Linked DNA regions of Mus musculus: region 2 is linked to region 1. A link is a contact called in public HiChIP or PLAC-seq data. All regions are on one chromosome and are shown on one strand. The core of a region is the stretch at or near the end of the contact, and the rest is flanking DNA. Distances in the headings are between cores, read along the strand shown.

Region 1 (6,556 bases), core at 2,740-5,239:
AGTTCTGTGTCCTGCATTTGAGATATGCCTCATGGTGGTGCTTGACAGATTGTGAGACGTACTTTGGACTGTACCCATTTGTAAGTCACTCAGGAGGAAATGTATTTACAGATACAGGGGAAAGCCCACAGCTCCATGCTTTTATGTTTGAAACATCTGTCTGAACCTCAGTGATCCACCTCTGTGCATGCTAGCAAGAGATAGTGGCACAGCTTTTTGTAAAATAGGATACAAGTCAATAACAATGACGTTAACATCACTAGAATGTTCTGGAATAGGTTTGTTAGCCACATCTAGTTTCTCATATATTTCTTAATCTCTAAGAGAGTGAAAACGAGCTCCAGTTTTCTTAGACAGAATCATCCAGGGTGACATTAATCCTCAGAAAGAGCTCTCACATCTTGATTGGACACTCTTTAACCTTGGACAGGGTCTAAAGCTAAGGCCCCACTGTTTAGAAACACAGGTATTGCCCTTAACACTTATAACAGTTGCTGGTGCTGCGGCTTTCTGAACAAAAACTGTAACTGTAAACAACTCGAGCAGTTATGTGAAGGTTTCTTCGGCCACACTGTAATAATCCTTCAGAATTAGTGTCATCGCCCCTATGTACAGAGGGAAGTCCTGAAACCTTGTGAGGTCAAGTATCTAGCCACAAGGTGGGCTGAGGTAAGACTTGAATTTGGAATTGTTTGACCTAAAGTTTCTGTTATTTTTCTTTGTCATGGCACTACACTGTCAAGAAAGAAAACCTGGTAAACAGACAGAGAAAAAGATCCAAAAACTAAACAAGGGAGAGAAAAAAAAATAAGAGTACATGTTAGGAGTCTATACAGCGTGTCACAGGAAATGTTAGTGCAAACCAATGATTAATCGACATAGCAGTTTGCACATGTTAACGCTGATTATATATTGTGAATTGTCTGCATCACCCCTTGCAACAAGTTTATAAGCTGGGGCAGATCAAGATGGGCTGGTGGGACAGATCAAGATGGAGGTGCTCGCCACCAAACCTGGCTATCTGAGTTTCATCTCCGAGCCCCATGCTGGAAATAGGGAACCTGCTCTTTTGAGTTGTCTTCTGACCTCCACAGGCACTCATAACACATAAATGCACATCAGGTTTCCTGAGTGTCCATATCAGAGAGAGAAAACTAGTCATAAGAGATACTGAAAAATCTATTCACTGTTGTCACACGTTTCCTAAGAAAGAACATAAAAGTTCAAGCTGGGTCCAAGTCGGAGTCCAGACCCCATGTTCTGGTTCATAGTTGACGCAATGGAATAGTGTTTATTTGAGTGGTTATTGATTTGATGGTAACATGTTGTTCGTTGGGCATAGGCTATTTTTTTGTTGTTGTTTGTTTTTGGTTTTTGTAGATGATTCGGTTCTTGGTCAGAGATGCCATTATTGTTATCACCAGAAAATAAATGTATTCTACAAATGGCAGTGGAAGGGGGGGGGCAGCCAATAGGCTGTTGAGTTAAATGAAACACAGCTAATGCTCCATAAAAGCAAACAGCAATGGAGCGTTAGCAAGTGTGAGCTCCAATATAAATAATGCTCAAAAACAAAGACTGTCACACATAAGGAAAGGTCCAAGGTGCCCATTTGCTGTTTTGCTTACAGTGGATCAGAAGTTCAGCAAGGGCAGGGAACTGTGTGAGATTATGCACCCCTTATCTCTCAGCCCCAGCATAGCCTTAGGTACAAGGTAATGACCGGCTGGAAATGCAGACCGTGGCTTTTTAAAAGGTGTTGTCTGTTCAGGCGATGTTAATAGAGGAAATGGAAACTGTAGAATGTCAAGAACAAGGGTGGCATTGATTCTTGAGCCTCTGTGAGTCAGACAGCCAATTCAGTGTTACCTCTGGGTATTGTTTGAACAGAGATCCAGTTTTAAGGAGAGGGAGGGTGGTGAATAGGACCACATAGGATCACAAGCTACATGGAGGTCCTGTACTGACATTTGTGCACCTCACATGATGTTAAGTACCTCCTGTTCTATCTCAGTTCTTCAAGCAAGCAAGGCAGCTATGGTATCCTCATTTTACAAGAGTCAACTGCACTCAGTGAATATACCTGCATGGCATTTCCCAGCCACTGGGCCATGGTTTGTTAAGCTACGTGGCTACACCAGTGCCTACTTAAGCATCCTTTCATCATTATTTTAAAAAAAAATCATGTTCAGCCTGTAGAAGAAGTATTAAGTTGCAGGCAGACACTGAAGCTTGAACACAGCCCATCAGAACTAAAATTCTGCTGTCCTATAGCATCTTTTGAAGTTTTTTTTTTTAATGTTTTTTTTTTCTAGTATTTTTTCCAAATACTAGAAGTTTAAAGGCTGACTGTGGGCAAAGTTATTCTGTGTAGTCTAGGGGCCAATGGAAGGCATAAGGCCCAGTGGGCAAGTAATAGTTCAACATCAATTAAAATTCATTCACATATTCTCCCTCTCCCTCTCCCTCTCCCTCTCCCTCTCCCTCTCCCTCTCCCTCTCCCTCTCCCTCTCCCTCTCCCTCTCCCTCTCCCTCTCCCTCTCCCTCTCCCTCTCCCTCTCCCTCTCCCTCTCCCTTTCCCTCTCCCTCTCTCCCTATGAAACTCTCCTTCCCTCCTTCCCTCCTTCCCTCCCTCTAATAACTTTAATGTGGCTTACAAAGTACTGTGTTTTGTTAAGATATCCCCATGCCCATGTGTCATTCTCTGTTCTAATTATCTCCCCCACGCCCTTTCCCAGTATCTCCTCTAATGTATGCTCCCCTCACTCTGTCTGGTTTCCTCTTTCCCATAAATGGTCTTCATTTCTGCTTTCATTTCAGATACATTTCATTACCGTCTTTTTCCCCTCTCCCTTAAGGTCAGTTCATCTTCTCTCATGATCCCCTTTCAAATTTCATGACCTGTGTGCATATGTGCACACACACACACACACACACACACACACCCCAAATGAATATGCTGGTTGATCAGTAGAGGATCTTGAATGGTAAGGAAGTGAGCTCCCTTCTACCAGAAGGATTTAGGCAGAGGCTAAAGTGATTGGTGCCCTGGGAGGCGCTACTACTTTGCAGTTTAGTACTGTAAATAATGTTTCATTTCAGTTATGAAAGCGTCACTTCCCCAGTTGCACTGGTCACATTTCAAGTAGCTACCACTCACATAGGGCCAGGAGGTGCCAGAGGCTATGTAGAATGTTTGCCACCAGCCCAGAGCTAACAGGGACAATTATGAGACCCCCCCAAGATCATGTGCTCTGAAACTGTGTGTTTCTGTGTATGGTTCCAATCAACCAGTATTTAAACTAAATAACTTATATTTGCGTGCATATTGGAAATGTTTTCTCATGGCATTATTAAGGTATACACCTAGTTGTTTATTTTGCTATGTCCATCTATCTTGATGGGTGCAATTTTGGGTCTTACCAGTCACTGCCAACCAGAATCAAGGCTACCTGACTGGGCAGTTCTGGTTCTTCCAGACCCATTTCCTAAACTTTATTCACTCTTACTTTTTTTTTTTTCTCCTTGCAAATTGGTCATCCCCAAAGGAAACAAATTTGATAGCAGATTGTTGGAAATTAATTACCTATGATATGCAGAGCCACTTCATGAATGTCAGTGCCGAGGAATCCCCTAGAGATGGAATTCTTACCTTCAACTGAAAATTAATTGTAATTAATATAATAGGTTAATTCATTGTAATTATTTTTAAGCCTTTTGGCAATGAGCTAATTCCCTGAGATCCACATTGCTCAGAGTGTCACAGAGAAAGAATACTTGATAAGAATGTTCTGGTGATAAACCCTAAGCCTCTAGAAAAAGGCAAAACTATTTGTCTTTCCTTCTGGCTGGGTTTCTTCAGAAACATATTTTGGTGGCACTTGATTTCTGGAGAACAAAGGAATCCTGACAAGGTGATGGATAAATATGCCTAGCTCAAGTGGACTCTGCTCACTGGAGAAAGAGAAGACAAAAAGCCTTTGATTGTGCCTGGTTTTCTTTGGAAGTCTATCTGTGTCAGGCTCACAGAATGCCTTTGCTCCTGGGATACAACGTAATGGAACTGCAAATGACAGAATCTGGCCTTTTCCCCATCCTGATTTTTTCCACTTGATTCACTTAATCTTGGGTGATTATTCAATCACGTCTGAAGCAAACAAAAGAAATGACGGAAGTCGAGTTCCTGTCCCATTTGAAGAGCTGTGAACATCGGCAGAATAGTCTCGAACATACAAACAAATACCAGTCACGTCTGACGGCGCCTTGTTTTTCTGTGTTAGGAAGAGTTACTGTGTTGTGAGGGAAACAGCTCACGTTCCCACGCACAGGAAGCGTGTCAGGCTGTGACGGGTGACTTCATTATTAAAGCTGAAAAACAATCGTTTGGAACAAGTATTTCATAATGGGAAGCTGTGCAGAAGCTAAAAGAGACATTGTGTTTACCACGATAAGTACAAAAAGTCAACCCTAAAATGGTTTTTAAAGATAGACTCTAACACCGATCCACAGATAGGCCTCCTGGACTCAGAGCTGTCCAGGGTCATCCTACTGTGCCCCTGAGCCTGATACCGAGTTTCTAAGTAGCAGGATATAGCCAACTCTGATAGTTCCTGAGATCTAGGTCAGGCCTCTAAAGGCCCCAAAGACCCATCCATGTTAAAGGTGACATTTGGGAGGTGGGGAAATATTTAGCAAGTCAGCTTAGGGAGATCTTTAGGACAGGAGGAAAATGTGGGTGGATTCCTGGATTGGGCTTACTGGAGAAATAAGTAAGCCATTTATTTACTAGGTATTCCTGGCTGGCTGTGCTGCCCTCACTAGGGGCCTCAAACAATAGCTTGGTTTTCTCTTCTTAGAAACATTTGCCTTGATTTCTTACCCATCCTTAAGGTAATGGAAAACTAACTGACACACATATTCTTGGTGTCTGGGAAGGACATACACAGAAGAGAAATGTACCCACACATTCTTTTAGGTACTTCTGATTGTCTTTGGGAAGCTCTGAATTAAAAACAAAACAAAAAAACAAAAAAACAAAAAACACTGAGTTTTTAGTGTTTCCTAAAATGTTTCTTGGAAGTCTGCTATGAGCCAGGGAATCAGGTGCCTCCCACAATTTAGGAGAGAGGCGGGGAAGAAGCTAGAGAAGGGTCCTGCTTGAGATGGTCTCCTCAACCAGGAGATGCGGACTATAACTGACATCACCGATTTTGTCCCATTTCAAGGTGAAGAGGATGGCAGACCTGTGCTAGTTGCTGGCTGTGGGCACAAAGTCGGGAAGCTGGGAGATGGTCACATCACAGCAGGGGTGGGAAGCAACACACTGCCCAAGCTCAGAAGCCCCAGGGGATTTGAGTATCCACTCAAAGTCTCCCCAACATGTTTAGCTTCTTGTGAATCTTTGGAAACTTTCCGGTTGGGGGGTAAACTAGGAGATGATGTCATTGGGTATTTACATCACAAATCAGTAGAGATAGTCACTTCCTTTAGATGCAGTCTTGAGGCTCATGCTCACAAATCCAGTTGACAGCCAGTGGCTGGTTTTCACAATACTAATGACACATTGTCCTGTGCTGTGGGTTCCCAAACCTTAAGACAGACCATCAGCAAGCTGGAGATTCAGTTGCAGTCTCTGTTTACAAGACCCAGTCACAGCATTATGGACAGCAAGTGCCCTGTACTCTGGGTGCCTGAGGAAAGAGTCATCTTACCAGTGTTCATTTGCATCCTGGAGAAGCTGAGGACCCCATAGTTCCTCCTTCCATTGGAGTTGGATGCCTCAGAAGTTCCAACCTGAAGACCTGGAAGGTCCCTAAAGAGCCACTGGTCTTCATTCCACATTGGAATTCAAAGAGGCTGCAGTGTGCTGGCAACAGTGATGGATTCCTAAGCAACACTTGTCAATGCACTGCCTTCTCCTCATTCCCTTATTACTCTCTGCTTTGGTGGGAGGTGCCACTCACTCTAAAGGAAGGTCAGGTGATCCTTCTGGGAAGTGTCCTCACAGGTCTTCCTGAGAGCATGTCTCTTAGTTGATTCCTCACCTAATCAGGTTGACAGTCAAGATTAACCATCACAGGATCTATCCTGAATTCCCCTCTTTTACTGTATCAAATTCAGCTTCACCTTCCAAATAGAAGCTGACCACCTTTCAACACCTCTTACTACAGCAAAAACTCATTTGGAGTAGTGTAGCAACTACTCCCTTAGGAGTGGTGTGTGACAGCTGCTCCCTTAGCAGTTCTGTCTGTTTTCATTCGGTTTTTACATATCCATAGTATAAGACATGCATCTTGCCTTCCTGCTTGCCCATCCCCTTAGTCTTGCAATAACCACACAAATCAAAAGCTAAAGTTTCATGTTTCTGTAGGCCTGTACCCACTTGAATTCTGGCCATTTCTCTCACCCTGTGCCACAAACTCTTCTTGTTCTGTTGCTCACTCCTCTCTTGTGACTGTTTTCGGGCCTGTCAACTTCTTACCTCTTCACAAATATTCAGATGTACATCTGGCTGTCTTAATTTTATTCAGGGCTCTGTTCATCATAACCCTGCCTT
Region 2 (6,556 bases), core at 1,787-4,286, 420 kb before region 1:
CTGTCCTGGAACTCACTTTGTAGACCAGGCTGGCCTCGAACTCAGAAATCCACCTGCCTCTGCCTCCCGTGTGCTGGGATTAAAGGCGTGCGCCGCCACTGCCCGGCCTACTCCCTCATAACTTGGAACAGACCCTAACAAGAATAATGGTGAATCTGTGTAACTCAATGTATTCATCTTCACGACCATTTGCTACAGACGGTGCTAAGCGCAGACTAAAAGTATTTACACATGCATGCTTTCTGAGCAGAAGCACTGTGTAGGTAGACTTCATGAATATGAAAGGAAAACCGGTCTATGATCAGTGTTGCTCAGGGCGCGTTTGCTGAGGTAACAGAGGTTGGGGGGACTCCAGTTCTGGGACACTCGAGGCTGAGAAATTAAAGTCTTTTTCAATGCTAAGCACTGCCACTGTGGGAAATGAGCCTTAGGGCTCTTAACTGATGCACTGGACAGAATTCTGCTCCAAATCTTGTGTTTAGTTTACACACATCTTAAATGTGTTTGAAGAACATTAACATTCATTCTTAAAGTAAATTAATTTTTATTTTTATGCCCTAAATTTCTCACTTTTTTTTTTACATTAAAGCAATCAAATCATTTAAAACCATCTTTAATTATTAAGAATTGATCACTACTTTCTTTCTCCTCCTCTTACTCCTTTTTGGTGGTTTTCTAGGTCAAGTCTGTCTCTTGGAATTAATAAAACTGCTTTCTAATTTACCAAATAAACAACAGAGTAGTTTCTCACTTCTCATTTTCTCTTTCTTTGTCCTTGTTTGATTTTGAGTTACAGATCCAGTCTCATTCGGCAACAGGGGGGCTGGGGGAAGGGTTATACTTCCTTGGATTCTACTGGCCATAGTTTAAAATATTTTGGGGGAAAATTGTGTTTGTACAGAACGCTTGTAGGCAATTTTTATCATTGTTATTCATGTATTATTTATCTTATACTAGGCATCATGAACAATCTAGAGATGCTTTTAAAGTATATAGAAAAATTGTGTGTGTTGTATGCAGATATTAGTCATTCTATGGGGAACTTGAGCATTCATGGTTTATTGGGGAGGGGTCCATGGGAGAATCTTGGAATGAACCTCACCCAGATATTAAGAGACTACTATATTTCTCTTTTGCTATTTTCTTTTACCTCTCTTCTTCCAACTCTTTTAAGTCCATTTCTTTCTCCTTCAAATTAGGCACATTTTATGCTTTGCCATCGTCTCCAAGTGGTCTTTCTAGATCCTTCTCTCGGTCTGCAGAGTTTATGGGGTTTTCCACTCACATGGTGAACAGCTGGTCTCCCAATCCCCGTGTGCTTCTTCTGCCCACCATCATCTTTGAATGAGCATGACTAAATGGCCCTCCGAATAACTGTGTGTGTGTGGGCAGTATGTGCGCATATTCATTGGTGTGTGTGCATATATGTGTGTAGGTACTTAGGTACGTAGCACAAGCCTGATGCCAACATTTGGTACCTTCTTGGATCACTCTCAGTATTTAATAGGTCACTCTTGGTAGGGATTATAGGCATCCTGCCAACAAAGGAAGGCTTCTGAAGAGAAGTTGAAGACAAGGCTTGAAGATTCCAGAAAGCTCTTCTGTAGCACCGGACTAGGAGTCCTGCCATAACTTGGAACAGACCCTGGTAAGAATACCTTCTGTCCCTGTCTGAGAGTCCATGAGGTCACATGTGGAGGAAATGCTGTGGACAGCTCCTGGCTAATCTACCTAGGGCACTGCTCTCCACAAGGAGAGAACATATCTTGTCTCACTGTGGGCAGCTTTTAATTGATGGCCAGTAGGTATGGGCAAACAACAAGACCTGACTGGTTGACTTAAGAAGGCTTCCAAAGAGAATTTGAAGACAAGGCTTGAAGATCCCAGAAGGCTCTTCTGTAGCACTGGACTAGGAGTCCTGCCATGCTCCCCCATAACTTGGAACAGACCCTAGTAAAAATAATGGTGAATCTTTGTAACTCAATGTATTAACCTTCATGACATTGTTTGAGACAAGATCTCTCACCAAACTTGGAGACCATCAGTTGGGCTATGCTGATTGCCCAGTAAGGCCCACATGCTTCTCCCTCTAGCCCACTATTGTTAATAGTCTCATGTCATGGTGCTGGAGTTTCAAATCAGATCCTTAGGCTGGCAGGGCAGGCATTTCACCGCTTGAGTCATCTCCTTCCACAGACCCCCTAATGTTTTTGATCACAAGAATCCCAGCCAGGCATTGCCCATAGAAGGTAAGGTCCTGGTCCCGTGGAACTCTTTGCTGGCGGCAAACTCAGAGCCGTGCACATGACTGAGAGAAATCCATCAGGAAAGCTCTGGTTGGGAAAGGTTGAAAAATAAGCTGGTGCTGTAGAAGTTTAATAAAACTGGCCTTGGGCCAGGATGGAAAGAGCGTGGTCATCAACCCCAAAGGGAGATTCAGCTGAGAGGCCTCATTCTCAGATGGAAATCGGCTTCCTGTTTTCTGTGTTTTCTGACTGCATCAACGATACAGCGATTTCTTTGATAATTTCCAGTTGTGCACAAGCCAGTCAGCAGAAAAAAAAAATGAGTTTCCTTTCTTCCGTAGATGGGAGAATGTTCTTGAAAAAGAAAGAAAAAAAAATGAAAAGAGGAAAAATTAAAGAAAAAAAAAAAAGAGCGGAAAAACCCCACAGCAAACCCGTGTTAAGAAGAATGTGCTCTGCCCACTGGCTTCAGAAAAATGAGGCTGGTTTCATGTCCAGTGGCTTGCCTATCCTGATAGTTGTCTCTCCTGGCATTTGTGGCGACTACAGGGCCTGATAGGCCCCCTTCAGTGATTTGATTTCATATAAGCAAACGTGGACCCCATCACCACGTATCACCGGCTTGCTTCTGCTTTGTAAGCCCGAAAGAGTGTATCAGTTGATCATTGGAATTCCACTTAGAATTTTTCTCATTAAACTGCTAGCACATTTTATTTCCTTTGGACAGGGAGAGGAGAGATAACATTCCAAACTTGCAAAAAAAATAATTTTTTTTCAAACATTACAAGATCTTTCCCTTCACCAGTGGGAAAGGAACATCAAGTTAGACAGCGTAATTCCCACTGCTGTTCAACCGAGCTTGGCGGTTTAAGATGTAATAAAATCATCATGCTACGTTGAAGAAGTTTGGTTGCTCGTCTTTGCTAACTTTTGGTGCCAACTCTTCCGAAGCTGTTCGCAAGGTCAGCGTAAGGTCAGGCCAGGAGTGTTTATGAAATGGACAGGGAAAGGAATGTGGGGTGCCTGGAAGCTTGGACCCCTCGGGTTCTATCCCAGGACTGAGTTTAGCTCAGTCCTGGAAATCTGAGACTTTTTTTTTTTTTTTTTTTTTTTTTGCTGCCGCTGGAGAATGGGAGGGAAAGGGGGGCGTTCATCAAATCTATTTACAAGAATTGTTTTATTGAGTTCCTGAGGCAAAAGAACAATGGTGGGGGGATGGGGGAAGCAGGGCCAAGGAGCAGCTTTGGTCAGGAGAAGCCCAGCTGTGAAAGAGTTGAAAAGAAAGGTTCAGAGGGTCCCCTGGGGGAACACTGCAAATGGATCATTAGCTAGAGGAGTCCACTCTTGAGTCACCCAGCCAGGTCTTGCTGTTTGCCCATACCTACTGGCCATCACTCGAGGGCTGCCCACAGTGAGGCAAGATATGTTCTCTCCTTGTGGAGAGCAGTGCCCTAGGTAGATTAGCCAGGAGCTGTCCACAGCATTCCCTCCACGTGTGACTTCATGGACCCTCAGACAGGGACAGAAGGTATTCCAAATACCCAGGAACCACGGTGCTGAATGCTGTGTGCACTCGTGAGCGACTGCAGAAATAGGTCCTCGTCAAAAGAAAACTACGAAACAGGCCTCTGGACAACATAAGGTCAAGGCAATTAGTGGCCGACTGCAGGATGTTCCTTTATCTCCTGCCTTGGCCTTGCCGAGCCAGGTCTCTGTCTCAGCTCTCATCCCCAATTTCACTTAATATGAACAAACTGCTTTTGTAGGGCCTTTAAGGCGTATGCACTTGAACACAGCTCTGTTCCTCAGCAAAAGGCAACATAAAACAATGTTTAAGAAGATAGACTTTGAAAGCAAACAGACATTGATTCAAACCCCAGCTGTTAATATCTGTAGGGCCATGTATAAAGGATTTAAGCATTTCTTAGCTTCAATGGTTTCATTTATAAAACGTGGCTGGCAGCATTGACCTCATGGGGCTATGGGAAGAAATAACCTGGCATGATAGATGCAAAGGCTCAATGCATTCTAACAGTTTCTGTGAAAAATGACATCAATTTAAAATTATTAATAACACTGTGCTAACCACCCACCCATGATTCCTAACCTAGTACGTTCGCGCTGCTCAGGTGCAGGTGGGTGTTGGCTAAGATGGACTATGTTTTTCTCACTATGGTCAGACTAGTCAACGGCTTGCTCCTTCCTCTGTTACGGCCTCTCCTTACACAGAGAGGACTTGCAGAGATGGAGTTGTCCGATGGAAAGTGATCTAAAACCAGGGGTGGGGCCGACAATTTGGTCTCTTCACTTGTCTGTCTTTCTCCACTGACTTCTGTCTCAGGAGCCAATGGAATGGTATGCACAGAGCGAGGGACTCACTGAAGGACAGACAACAGAGGGCAGGAATGGCTTCATCAGGAGATGTGAAGAACACAGGTAGGCTATTTTATACCTTGCTTCTTTTACAAAGCCTAATATTCTTTAGAGATGTTTTAAATGCATACTATATAAATACATAGAAAACTATAAAAGAGCAAGTACACACCTATGTAAATTTGCATATGTATGTATGTATAGTTAGCATTCACCTTACTATGGATCAAAGAACACATATACATATATATATATACACATGAATATACATATTGCATATATACAAATATATAAATTATGCATTATATATGTACATATGTAATATATCTGTGTATGTATGTATATATATATACTTTTAACTTAACATCAAGAATAATTATTTTTCCAAGCTAAATATTTACTAAAGTGGAAACCAAGGTAATGTAAACCTCTCAGTTCAATAATTCCTGATGTTAACTTCAGCAGAAATCAATATCTGCTTATTGTATTCCCAAGAGCAAAATCAGGCATTCTACCATTTTTAAATACATTTTAGTCCTGAAGTTAAATGAAAAATCCAAGTGTTGGATTTCATAGGTATCATGTACTCCCAAGCTCTTTCTACAAAGTCTCAATGGAGTAAAACATTTTGGGGTCTTTTGCCCTTGTCACCAGTCAGAAGCTATTTCTCCACAGAGCATTATAAGGAGGTTAAAGGCAAGCAGTAGCTGATGAAGGAATTATCCAGAACGATTCTAATGTAGGCTCATGAGAGATGAAGTAACAGCCAGGAGTTGGTAAACCAGCTCCCTCGAAGGAAGGTGTGTGAGCCACTGTTTCTGCCAGCCATTAGCCAGCAGGTCCGGAAGCAGTTTGGGTGAATCTGCAGGTCAGAGCAGGAAGGGGGGCAGTGAAGGCAACCATGAACTTTCCCAGTGTAGCTATAGAGCCAGGGCAGGGCTGTGAGGCCAGCGGTGTGGGGACTGCCACATATGTGTAATGCTGTGTGCACAGCCATGGCCCTTTGGGAAGATTTGAGTCAGTACATCCATGATACATGTAATTGATGAAGGAACAGATGAGTTTTATATCAGTCTAGCGTTTTGTTGTTGTTGTTGTTGCTGTTGTTATTTGTTTCTTGTGGGGTTTTTTTTGTTCTTTGTTTTTTTTTTTTTTTTTTTTTTTTTGGTTTTTTCGAGACAGGGTTTCTCTGTATAGCCCTGGCTGTCCTGGAACTCACTCTGTAGACCAGGCTGGCCTCGAACTCAGAAATCCGCCTGCCTCTGCCTCCCGAGTGCTGGGATTAAAGGCGTGCGCCACCACGCCCGGCTTTGTTCTTTGTTTTTAATATGGAAGTAATACTTGGCCATAACAAAAAGATAAACACTTAAGGGAATTTACAACAAAAAGAAGACTTTCTTGTTGCCCTGACCAAAAGGCTCACTTTCCAGCACCAACTAGTATCTGTAGTTTATGTACCCTTCTAGGAATGGTCTTTGTGTGCACACATATAACATTAGTGTACACATATATCTGTACACGAGTGCACACACACATCCACACAGATGTGAACACACTGTGAAACAGTGCTGTCCCACCTTGGTTTTGCTCATCTTGTACATCTATCCTTATCAGATTATCCAGATGAATCTCAGCTTTCCAAACAAAGGAACCATGTCATGATAGAAAGGGAAAACAGCTTCTCTCTGCTTCTTCCAATGGTGACTGTTTGCTATGTAAGCCATTTCCAAAAATTTAATTCTGAACACCTTTGCTGTGCTTCAGAGGTGATGTAGAGGCTCTGGGTGGATAGTGTCTCCCAGGGATGTGCATCCCAGTGGCCTTGGTTCCTAGTACTCTGTCCCATGTCCAAATGTTTCTGCAGGATAAATTCCCAGATGATCAATCACTGCACCAAAGGCTGTGCTCAGTGCACAGTCTCATCCAATGCTGAAGGT

Evidence for each region. HiChIP or PLAC-seq counts read pairs in DNA pulled down with a chosen protein or histone mark.
Region 2: an H3K27ac HiChIP or PLAC-seq map of heart atrium shows a contact between it and region 1, with 11 times the contacts expected there. The contact joins two enhancer-like sites. A contact is called at or near these places in 1 of 15 datasets of contacts at CTCF or cohesin (the NIH/3T3 cell line) and 3 of 115 datasets of contacts at active chromatin or transcription factors (astrocytes, heart atrium and pancreatic cancer cells).

Annotation. Positions count from the first base shown.
Region 1 is chr19:28,326,399-28,332,954 of GRCm38.p6, reverse strand. The region is part of intron 6 of Glis3 (GLIS family zinc finger 3); the gene reads left to right. Among named protein-coding and RNA genes, the nearest start is that of Gm35866, 35 kb to the left of the region's middle. Within about 2 kb of position 3,989, at least 13 of the 459 cell types and tissues checked have an H3K27ac peak or open chromatin away from gene starts, as enhancers often do. A contact at or near this core is called in heart atrium, where this site is marked.
Region 2 is chr19:28,747,106-28,753,661 of GRCm38.p6, reverse strand. No RefSeq gene overlaps it. Among named protein-coding and RNA genes, the nearest start is that of Gm35922, 9.6 kb to the left of the region's middle. Within about 2 kb of position 3,036, at least 5 of the 459 cell types and tissues checked have an H3K27ac peak or open chromatin away from gene starts, as enhancers often do. A contact at or near this core is called in heart atrium, where this site is marked.